Linked DNA regions of Sus scrofa: region 1 is linked to region 2. The links are chromatin contacts, called in public HiChIP or PLAC-seq maps. All regions are on one chromosome and are shown on one strand. The core of a region is the stretch at or near the end of the contact, and the rest is flanking DNA. Distances in the headings are between cores, read along the strand shown. Region 1 overlaps B4GALT5 (beta-1,4-galactosyltransferase 5). Region 2 has its middle 48 kb from the start of PTGIS.

What was found. HiChIP or PLAC-seq counts read pairs in DNA pulled down with a chosen protein or histone mark.
Region 1: an H3K27ac HiChIP or PLAC-seq map of alveolar macrophages shows a contact between it and region 2. The contact joins two enhancer-like sites. A contact is called at or near these places in 4 of 47 Hi-C or Micro-C datasets (blood, embryonic fibroblasts, fetal heart ventricle and 1 more) and 2 of 2 datasets of contacts at active chromatin or transcription factors (alveolar macrophages and skeletal muscle).

Annotation. Positions count from the first base shown.
Region 1 is chr17:51,308,947-51,314,263 of Sscrofa11.1, forward strand. The region is part of intron 1 of B4GALT5 (beta-1,4-galactosyltransferase 5); the gene reads right to left. Among named protein-coding and RNA genes, the nearest start is that of B4GALT5, 23 kb to the right of the region's middle. Within about 2 kb of position 3,320, at least 23 of the 83 cell types and tissues checked have an H3K27ac peak or open chromatin away from gene starts, as enhancers often do. A contact at or near this core is called in alveolar macrophages and liver, where this site is marked.
Region 2 is chr17:51,245,106-51,251,100 of Sscrofa11.1, forward strand. No RefSeq gene overlaps it. Among named protein-coding and RNA genes, the nearest start is that of PTGIS, 48 kb to the left of the region's middle. Within about 2 kb of position 2,881, at least 18 of the 83 cell types and tissues checked have an H3K27ac peak or open chromatin away from gene starts, as enhancers often do. A contact at or near this core is called in alveolar macrophages and liver, where this site is marked.

The sequences.
Region 1 (5,317 bases), core at 2,070-4,569, 64 kb after region 2:
AAAAAAAAAAAAAAAAAAAAAAAATCTTTAGACTCAATGAGAAAGGCTGTGGGAGCCTTAACATAGGAAAGGTGAAGATTCCAACGATTCTTAGCTCTTTCTCTATCCATCTCAAAGTTAAAACGATCAAGTCAGAGGTCAGATTCAAATAGCTGCAGTTCTGCCCCATAGTAGGTAACTAGAACCTGGATTTATAACACTTCTAAACTAACATTTTATTATGAAAATTTTCAGGAGTTCCCATCGTGGCGCAGTGGAAACAAATTCGACTAGGAATCATGAGGTTGTGGGTCAAGGATCTGGCATTGCCGTTGGCTATGGTGTAGGCCCACAGCTGTAGCTCCAATTGGACCCCTAGCCGGGAACCTCCATATGCCGAGGATGCGGCCCTAAAAAGCACCAAAAAAAAAAAAAAAAAAAAAAAATCAAACATACAGCAAAGTTGAAAGAATTTCATAGTGAACACCCATATACTCACCATCTTCATTCTGCTCAACTTTCTTATCCCAAATACATCCATCAGTCCATCTATTATTTCACCTTATTTTTTCATGCATTTCCAAGCAAAGTGGAGAGATCACTAAGCTGCCCTCTAAGTACTTTTGGCGTAAAACTTCATAAAATGAGTAAGTATATATCTGCTCAGTTTGGACAAATGCACACACTTGTGTGACCAAATCCCCACGAAGATATGAAGTATGACCATCAACCCTGAAAGTTTCCTCAAGCCCCTTCCTACTCAATCCCTATGCTCACTTCCCTTCCGAATGTTATTTTTAACCCTCTATTTTTCAGAACTACATTTTAAACATCATCAAGTATCTGGCATAAAGAATCTTGGAAAAGAAATGTTTAAAAAGGACAAGCATTTAATTATAAACTATTAAATGGAAGCACATTCCTGAAGTTCAATTGAATGTATCTATACATGTGAAGTAGGAAAAACAGCGACATCTTTAAATTCCTATAAACCACTTTAAGTGATATTAATAATACCGAATTTACTGCCAGTATCCAGTATCTTTCAATGTGATAATATTTAGCCCCAAAGAAGGTACACTGATTGGTATGTCCAATACATGTAGCCATTATTTAACAACCATGCTTATTTTCTGAAATTCTACTTTATGAATTCATGGAAACACAAAATATTCTAGGGAAGAATCTTTACCCTCAGATTTCTATATTGTCTATAATTCATATTCCTTGAATGTTTGGCTTTCCTTTCTGCATATGACGAAAATGAATCTTTCCTGGCAAAAATGGATTGCTCTCTGCTATGAACTGGAGTTACCCGGCTTTATCTGGCACCAGTTAATTTAACATAAATTAGCAGATTATGACTGTACTCTGGTCCTAGAATATTATTAGACAGATAGTAGATAAGAGCTAAGTAAGTAAGTGATTAAACAGTCCTTATTGAACCAGGGCAAAACTTCCCTGAGGATTATTATTATTTTCATTTCTGAGACTTCCTACAGATGGGAAAATATGAGTCATTTTGATAAAAGTAAAGGTGCCACATGATCAGCCTTTAGACATTACTACTACATAAAATCAGGCCAAAGAACATTCTTCGGGCATATGGTTAAAGTCCAGATTTTCTTAAAGGACTGAAAATGTGACAGTCACTTTGTCTCTATATTGTTTTACTATTTTAAGTTAGTATATAAAACTGTACATATAAGGTGAATTCAATTGTGTTTTTGAAACAATTATACACGTACCCAAAAAAAGAGAGAGAGAGAGAGAAACAGCACCAAAATGTTAACAGTAAGTTATCTCTGGGTTGAGATTTTAGACTGTCTTTATTTTCTTTAAGCTTTGTGGTATTTTCCAAATTTGTTTATGTATTTATTTTCCTAGGGTTTTTTTTCTTTTTTCTTTTTTCTTTTTAGGGCTGCAGCATATGGAAATTCCCAGGTTAGGGGTTGAATGGGAGCTGTAGCCTCTGGCCTATACCGTAGCCACAACAAAGCGGGATCCGCACTGCATCCAAGACCTACATGCCAGCATGCAGCAACATCGGATCCTTAACCCACTGAGAGAGGTCAGGGATTGAACCCACCTCCTCATGGATACTAGTCAGGTTCTTAACCCACAGAGCCACAATGGGAGCTCCTTCTAGTTCTTTTTTTTTTTTCCTTCGCAGTCATACCTGCAGCATACAGAAGTTCCTGGGTCGAACGAAAGGCAGAGCTGCAAGCTTGTGCCACAACCACTGCAACAATGGATCCCAGCCACATCTGCAACCTACAACCCCTTGCAGCAATGCTGCATCCTTAACCTACTGAGTGAGGCCAGGGATCAAGCTCACATCCTCAGAGACACTATGTTGGATTCTTAACTCACTGAGCCTCAAGGGGAACTCCGATATTTTCCAAATTTAAACACTGAATACTTTTATAATCCAAAATAAACACATACCTAACAAAATAAAACAAAAACCCTAGCAGTAACTGACCTGTAATGATCCCCAACACACTCTGATTACAGAGCCACAATGCCCTTTGCACCTGTTTTATCTTTTCTGCTCACCTCAAAGATACATATAACCTGCTTCTCCCAGCAGCAAACCACCTTGACATCCTACTTACCTCATATTTGTAAGGATAACAGGCAGTAATACAACTGTTTCAAATCTAGGCCCCTACAATGATGCTTTTTCACTATTTTTGGTGTAGTTCCACCTGCCAAGTTTTTTTAAAACTTATTCACTACACTGTAGTCTGCGTCTGCATTATAGAAACAATAGGTATGTTGAGTGTGCTTTTTCTATTTATACACAAACCACTCAGCCTCATCCCAAACCAAAAAAAAAAAAAAAAAAAAAAAAAAAAAGAAAGAAAGAAAGAAAGAAAGAAAAAAAACCCTGGTCTCTTCCTATCATCATTGATCTATGCCAACTTGATGAGAATCCCTGAAGAGCTGGTAGACATTTCTAGTATAACACCTAGATGGGGCATCAGCTCCAGTCTTGGTGAGGAAATCCCATAACATCTCTCAGATTCCGTTTCCCCGTCTGTAAAATACAGAGGTTGTTCCAGTAACCTTGACGATCCCCTTGAGCTCTTTCATGCTGTGATCCTATACAATGTGAATCAGTAGCAGCTAATATTTACTGGGTATGCTCACCACTGCCGGGACCTTGCTGAGCACTTAACGGTGAGGTAGGGACTGTTATTATCCCATGAGGAAAGTGAAGTTAAGTAGGTACAGAATGGTTCAGGAACTTGCCTAAAGTCACAACACCAGCAAACATGAGCTCAGGAGGTGTGACTCCATAACTCATTGCAGGTTTATATCTCCCAGGGCAGGCAAACTCCCCTTGTCCTAAACAGAGCACAATGCGTACAGTATAACCTGTGTTTCTAAAGGCCTATAAGCCTGACGACTGATTAAATGACAAAGAGTTGGGGGGGGGTGAAAGGAAAGGGGTGGAGGGGAGAGAGGAAAGAAAGAATTCTACCCCTCTGATTTTTAGAAGTCTAGGAATTCTAAGTATAACCATCCTTATTACTATTCTCATGGTTATGTATCAGCAAGAAACAAGCTTAATTTCCTCACCACTTTCAAAAAGCCTGACGGACTTGGCTGTGTTTATGCTCAGATATGATTAGCTCAGCTCCACGATTAGCGAGCAGTGCAAATGAGGTTAGGCCAGTCTGACTCCAGGGCAGGCCTGCAGCTTTGCATAAAGAACAACTCTTTGCATAAGGAGTAGCCTGGGGGAAGTTCCCCAATTCCAGAGAGCTACCTCATAAAAACCTAACACCAGTCACAAAGGAGAGCGGATATACAGGGAGACAAAGGCGCAAACAATTATCTCTGCACCTGGAGAAAAGCAGAACCACGGGATAGAAACCCTCTTCCAACACAACAGTTAGCTACATCGTTACATTTGCAAAAAAAAAAAAAAAAAACCACAAAAGAAAACACAACAGCACTGAAATGGGCCGAGAAATAAGCAGAATTCCAACCTGCTCTTCCTTAAAAAAGCATCAGACAGCTTATATATACTTTTTAAGGCCTTAATTTTCACATTAGTTTCCAAAGAGGAGCTGGAAAAGTTTTGATCCTCATACTTCAAAGTGCCCTTTCTGTGGAAAGGGAGTCGTGCCCAGGTCGGGGAAGAGGGGGGGAGGGGTAATCTAGGCTTCACACCTACTTCTTTAGGCCTATTCCAGTAATGCAGTCATTTCAGGGTAAGGGTTTCCACACAGCTAATGACATCTGTTTTTCTTCCAAGTATAACTTTGAGATTACACTTCCTCTTCCTAAATCAAAAGGAATCAAAAACAGTGACTGTAAAACAATATAATCAGAGTTCCCTTCATGGCTCAGCAGTTAACAAACCTGACCAATATCCACCAGGACGCGGGCTCGATCCCTGACCAAGCTCAGTGAGTTAAGGATCCTGAATTGCTGTGGCTGTGCTGTAGGCCAGCAACTGTAGCTCTGATTCGACCCCTGGCCTGGGAAATTCCACATGCCATAGGTGTGGCCCTAAAAAGCCAAACTTATCTTAATCAAATTTATCCTAACACTGTAGAGGCGGCATAGGCTTATTCAAGAACTCAGGCTCTAGAAAGTAAGCAAGGTTGAACTTAGAGCAAGCTGTATGACCTTGAACACATCATTTCACCTCTCCAAGCCTTGGTTTCCTCATCTCTAAAACATCTATGTCTCACACAGCTAGGGTGTTAACTAATAGGATGATATATGCAAAACACTTCTAGAAAGGCTCAACAAGTGGAAGCAGCATCTGCTGCCACTGTCATGTTGGAAAACAGAGGAAGATGAACTCCTGAGCTAGAAGAAGGGGAGACACAAACTACGGATGCAAATAGTCACTTCTGAGGAATAGGGCTTCTCAAATACCATGGTCCCTAAGTCACGAAAGTCTGACGAAGGAAAGGAACTCATCGTAATTATGTGGGCTAAATGTCACTTTGTCACCCTCTGGTTAGCTAAAAATGTGGCATCTATAGGAAGAATTCAAGAGTATCCTGTGCAAGGGACACAGAAAATAGTCAAAAAAGAATTTCAGACAGGTGTGGTGACTCTATTTTCAGAATGCAAAACTAGGTGACATGGTCAGGGCAAATAATTCATTCCCCCAAAATGTGCATCCAGTCCTAAAGGAAGCCATGGGTCGGGGCGCGGTGGGGGAGGCTAGACAGACCTGCCAGGGGTAAAATGGGGGAGACACAGAGGCATGTCTCAGCACAGCAGGATAAGGGCGGCTGCCCTGCATGGAGTGCTAGAGACAGGACAGGTGAGGAAAGCATCCAGCAGGGAAGAGGGGATGTGAGGT
Region 2 (5,995 bases), core at 1,631-4,130:
GATGCAGAGAGAACAGATGCAGCAATGACGGTGGCCAGGGGACAGGGTGGCGTCCCTTCCTGCTTCCTCAGGGCTGTTCTAACAACTGCCTCTTCTGGGCAGCCTCAGTGACTCCCTCTCCCAGGACCTCTTGTGTTAAAAAAGAGGTCCCTCGAGCCATCACCATCACACCAAGCCTATAGTTTCCTTGCTGGTTTCTCTGCCACCACATGGCTCCCCAGAGCAGCCAGAGGGAACGTTGAGAAACATGAAACCAAACATGTCGCTTGCCTGATGGGAATGTCTAGGAGCTCCTGGCTGCCTGTCCCTGAGCACCAAAGTTCTCACCATGGCCTGCAAGGCCCTGTCTTTTCCCCCTCTCTCCCCTCCAGCTGCAAAGGCCTCCCTCTACTTTCTCCAAGCCAATTCTCTCCTGCCTCAGGGCCTTTGCACTTCCTCTTTCTTCTTCCTGGAACTCTCTTTCCCTTGTTCTTTTCATAACTTCCTCTTTTTCTTCTTTTTTTTTTTTTTTTTTTTCTGGCTGCACCCAAGGTAGGCAGAAGTTCCCCAGCCAGGGATCGAACCCACAACCAAAGCAGTGACAGTAACAGAGGTTTGATGAGTAAATAAAAGAATTAAAGAGTGAGTTTGAGAAGCCAGCAAGTGAAAAGGCTCAGACTCAGAAAGCTCCACTCTCCAAATTTAGACTGAAAGTAGTTTCACTGTTTCAGGCCACTGCTCCTGGTCAGGGTTTCAAAAGTGCTCAGAGGTGGGGCTTTTGTGGTGATAGGAAAATCCGACACTTGGCAGCAGTCTGTAGGTGGTGTCTCTCGGGAAGGGATGAGTTGAATGATGACCCTCGGAGCCTCCAACTGTAAGAGCAGAGCAGGGTCCGGTGAGTGAAAACACGATCCCACGTGATTTTGACCACAGCCAGCAAGACCTGCAGCCCTGGCAGCAAAGGCTGCCGGGATTTCCAGCCGTGTTGTCCTTCTTCTGGTCTTTGCACACCTCTCAGGCCCTTTTAAAGCTCTTGGTTTGCAGGTGGGACAGGAGCAAAGCTGTGACGGCAGAGACACGGCTATATGAAGCCATGTGGCTCGCTGTCTTATGTTGTGTGTTTACCTGGAGTGGCACTGGGGGCATTGAAATTACAGAGAGAAGAGACAAAGGCACCTCCCACAGTCCTTGGTGTCCCCCCTTGATGCTACTACTGACCACTGTGACAACACCCCAGGCCTGACGTGAAGCTTCCAGTGTTTGACAGATGCCAACGCTCCCTTCAAACCAGGCCCCATGACCCCACGGTAGGGTGGCAGGAGCTGTTCCTTTAACAATCATGTGGCTGAGGAAGGATTCAGACTTCCCATCACCTGCGAATTAGCTTCCAGGGCAAACTGTTCATTTTTGCCGCTTGTGAAGTGAATTCTGCTCCCTGTTCTGGCTGAAAACGTCCCTGGGAGGATAGGAGCCAGCTCAGGACAGCACAGCTCAGCACCCTTCTCGCCCTCTTGGCCACCTAGCCCTGCCCCACTCAGCTCCCTGCTGCTGCTGCACGCAGCACCGGCCGGCACTGGCCAAGGGATCTCCAGGACAGTGCCGGGTGGCCGGGTTGTAGGAGCCAAAGGGAAAAGCGGTCCCTGTTCTGTGGGGAGGCGGATGGGGAGGAATGGGGAGAGTGAGAAGCAAATCTGCTGCTTTATTTTTCTTTTTTGGCCGCCCCAAAGCATGTGGAGCTCCTGGGCCGGGGGTCAGATTTAAGACCTAAGCGGCAGCTGCGGCAACACTGCATCCCTAACCGGCTGTGCAGGACCAGGGATGGAACCTGCGTCCCAGCACTCCCAAGACGCTGCTGGTCCCGCTGCACCACAGCGGGAACCCCTAAATCTCCTGCTCTTAGTTTTAGAAAGAAGAGGGACCAGGAAAGATGTTAGGGTGAGGGCTCCCACTTCTACAACCAGAACTCCCAGGGGCAGGCTCTTTGCTTCTCCGGGACTCCATTTCCTTAGCAGTGGTTCATGTTTTGTAAGGACGCATTGAGAAGCTAAGAAGACGGTAGCTGGGTAGGCAACCTTTCCTCTCTCTCTCATAAAAATATAAAATACAAAACAAATATTTTAACACCTGCTATCACGCCCTGCCCTGAATGGCCAGGAGAGCCCTCAAGAATTTACCAGGTAGAGGGTAAGATAGCTAATAAACCAGTGAACACACAAATGAACAAGGGGACTGAGTCATCTGGTGATGAGGTGTAAAGAAAAGTCACACAGAACTGGGACGGTCGGCTGCTGCAACCTGGGTGTTCAGGGAAGACACCCGAGGTCGAAGGAGTGCTCCCAGCAGAGGGCAGAGCCAGGGAACACACCCCGAAACTAATGTCCCCAAACAACGTCAGCTTTAAATGCACTCCAATTCTTGACTTGCTACCTTACCTAAGCAGTGCCAGACTCACATACAAAATTTAACCTTTTAAGCTGAATTCGTTGGCCAAGATGCTGGCACAAATTTTCCTGCAAAGCTAGACCGCAAGCAGTTTAGACTTTGGGGTTCATACATAGTCCCAGTCACAAGTCAACCCCTCACTTCTGCCACTTTAACTGGAAGCTGCCGGAGACAAGATGTGAACCAATGGGCATGGCTCTTTGCCAATAAAACTTTATTTACAAAAACCGGCAGCAGGCTGGCCAGAGTTTGCCAACCCTTGAGTTAGGCTAAAAATTAACAGAACCATGAATGGTGAAGGAGGATCACAGAGCAAGAAAAGAGTCCAGGAAAAAATAGAGGCAACGACATGTACTGGCCGGTTTATCAGCTTGTATCACATAATAGCAAAGCCGTAGAAGGAAGTCCAACCGCCCAACAAGAACAGACAGAGCTGCCAGGCTCTGCGGACACAAAGGAAAAGGAAGTGACAACAAAGAGTGACAGGTTACACAGAAACACGGAAAAGCAAGGCTGACAATGAAGAAAGGACACACCACAGGAAGGAGGTGCCGATTACAATATAGAATTGTACACGTTTTGATCCTGGCCCACGGCTGCAGAGAGCTACCTGCAGACTGCGTGCAGTGGTGACGGCGGGGACATGATGTTTTCGTAGCTCTCATTCTGCCTCCACAAATGATCACAAACAGAACGGAGGCAAAACTTTTTTTTTTAATTTACAAATTGATTCCACAAATATGTAATAAAGACCTACTATGTTAGGGGCTACCAAGACTTAAAGTGGGGATAATGGCCACTCCTCTTGGATGGGGTTATTATTATTATTTTTTTTTTAGTGAAAACATTTCATAGGAAAAAAATGTATCTTTTTTTTCTGACTTAAAAGCCAAAACCATCTGGAAAGCTTGTTAATTTTAAAAACCTCATGAAGACAAAAAAGAAAAGAAAACGGATGGTATGGATGGGGTTATGGAGAAGAAGGATTTTATAGTAATTTTAAAAATGTTTAAATTGTAAAATATACATACATTAAAGTTACCCTCTTGACCATTTCGCATGGACAGTTCAGTATTGTGAAATACATTCACTGTTGTGGGACCCGTCTCCAGAACTTTTCATCTTGCAGAAATGAAATTCGATTGTGATGGAACAATAACCCTTCACTTCCCCTGCCCCCCCAGTCCCTGGCAACCACCACTCTACCTCCTGTCTTTATGGATTTGACTATTCTAGGAACCTCATGTAATGGAATCAGGCAGTATTTGTCTTTTTGTGAATAGCTTACTTCACTTACCATAATATCCTCAAGGTTCTTTTTTTTTTTCCCCTGACCTACAGCAGGTAGAAGTTACCAGGTCAGGGACTGAATCTGCACCACGGCATCAACCTGAGCCACTGCAGTGACAATGCCAGATCCTTAACCTGCTGCACAAAAAGAGAACTCAAATTTCCTTTGTTTTCAGGGCCGCACCTACAGCGTACAGAGGTTCCCAGGCTAGGGGTCTAATCGGAGCTACAGCTGCCGGCCTACTCCACAACCACAGCAACATGGGATCCAAGCCATGTCTGCAACCTACACCACAGCTCAGAGCAATGCCGGATCCTTAACCCACTGAGCGAGGCCAGGGATCGAATCCGCAACCTCATGGTTCCCAGTTGGATACGTTTCCGCTGTGTCACGATGGGAACTCCTTTTTTTGAGTGGGGGGCACACCTGAGGCATATGAAATTTCCTAGGCTAGGGACTGAATTAGAGCTGCTGCTGCCAGCCTACACCATAGCCACAGCAACACCAGATCCGAGCCGCCTCTGTGACTTACACCACAGCTCATGGCAACATCAGATCCTTAACCCACTGAGTGAGGCCAGGGATTGAACCTGCATCTTCATGGATACCAGTTGTGTTCTTAACCTGCTGAGCCAAAATGTGAACTACATTCTTTTCTTTTTAAGGCTGAATAATATTCCGTTATCCCTACCACATTTTACTAATCCATTCCTCTGCTGATGGACACTTGGGCTGCAGCCCTATTTTGGCTTCTGTGAATAATGCTGCCATGAACATAAGTGTAAAATATCTCTCTGAGACTTTCCGTTCTTTTGGATATATACCCAGGAGTGGAATTGCTGGATCATGTGGTCACGCTTTAATTTTTTTTTTAGGGCCACACCCACAGCATATGGAAGTTCAGGCTAGGGGTCAAATCGGAGCTGCAGCTTCCAGCCTACACCACAGCCACAGCAAGATCCAAGCCATATCTGCGACCTTAACCACAACTTGCAGTGACACTGGATCCTTAACCCACTCGGCAAGGCCAGGGATCAAAGCCATAACCTCCCAGAGACTGGTCAGGTTCTTAACACTTTGAACCACAAGGGGAACTCCTATTTTTAATTTTTTAAAGAAAGACTGTTTTCCGCAGCATATGCACCATTTTACATTTCCACCAACCATGCACAAAAGTTGCAATTTCTCCACATCCTCATCAACACTTATTGGAGGCAAAACAGTTTAGAACTGAAATCTTAGGGGCACCCTGTCACGCCCTAACGTGACAGACTGATACGCACTACGAAATGGGGTTGGTTTGTTTTTGTCTTCTCAACTGGATTGGAGAATAAGAAGTCTTATTTTGCTCCCTGTTCAATTCCCAGTCCAGGATTGGATCACAGTAGGACCTAAGGTACTGCGTATGGGCTCAAATACTTGCCGAATGGAAGAACAAATAAACCATCTCGATTTGACAAGGAAAGAACCAGATGAGATAAGATGAAGGTCGAAAGAGCCAGAAACACACCAGCCCTTAGTGAAGTCACATTCATTTCTCGGATCCTGCTTTCCCTTTTTTTTTTTTTTTGTCTTTTGTTGTTGTTGTTATTGTTGTTGCTATTTCTTGGGCCGCTCCCGCGGCATATGGAGGTTCCCAGGCTAGGGGTTGAATCGGAGCTGTAGCCACCGGCCTACGCCAGAGCCACAGCAACGTGGGATCCGAGCCGCGTCTGCAACCTACACCACAGCTCACGGCAACGCCGGATCCTTAACCCACTGAGCAAGGGCAGGGACCGAACCCGCAACCTCATGGTTCCTAGTCGGATTCGTTAACCACTGCGCCACGACGGGAACTCCTGCTTTCCCTTTTGGAGAAGGCAGGTGACAGTACTTTCCACCCGAGATCATTGTGAAGAGTAAGTGCAAAGAGGAAGGGAGTTGCTTGGCGCAATGCCTGGCACGTACTAGGTGGTCAGCCAATGGAGGCGCCTCCTTCACCACCACGGTGACGTCACTATAAAGCGCCGTGTATAAATCCAAGGTACTCTTGCTATTAAAGCCTAATTCTTAGTCCAACTCACCCACAGAAGTAACTTGGAGCCAAGATTCCTAGCTGGTGACAAGATCGCGGACGTTTCTGTCAAAAGAATAATTACAATGGAATGAAATACAAATACTGGAAAATAGAAAAATGCCGTGAGATTTGTTTGCCTATCCTCTAAACATTTTTCTTTTTGTTAGGATATTTTTGGTTGTAACCCCACTGACTAATAAAAATGAAGTTGCAGGATCATGAGTTGG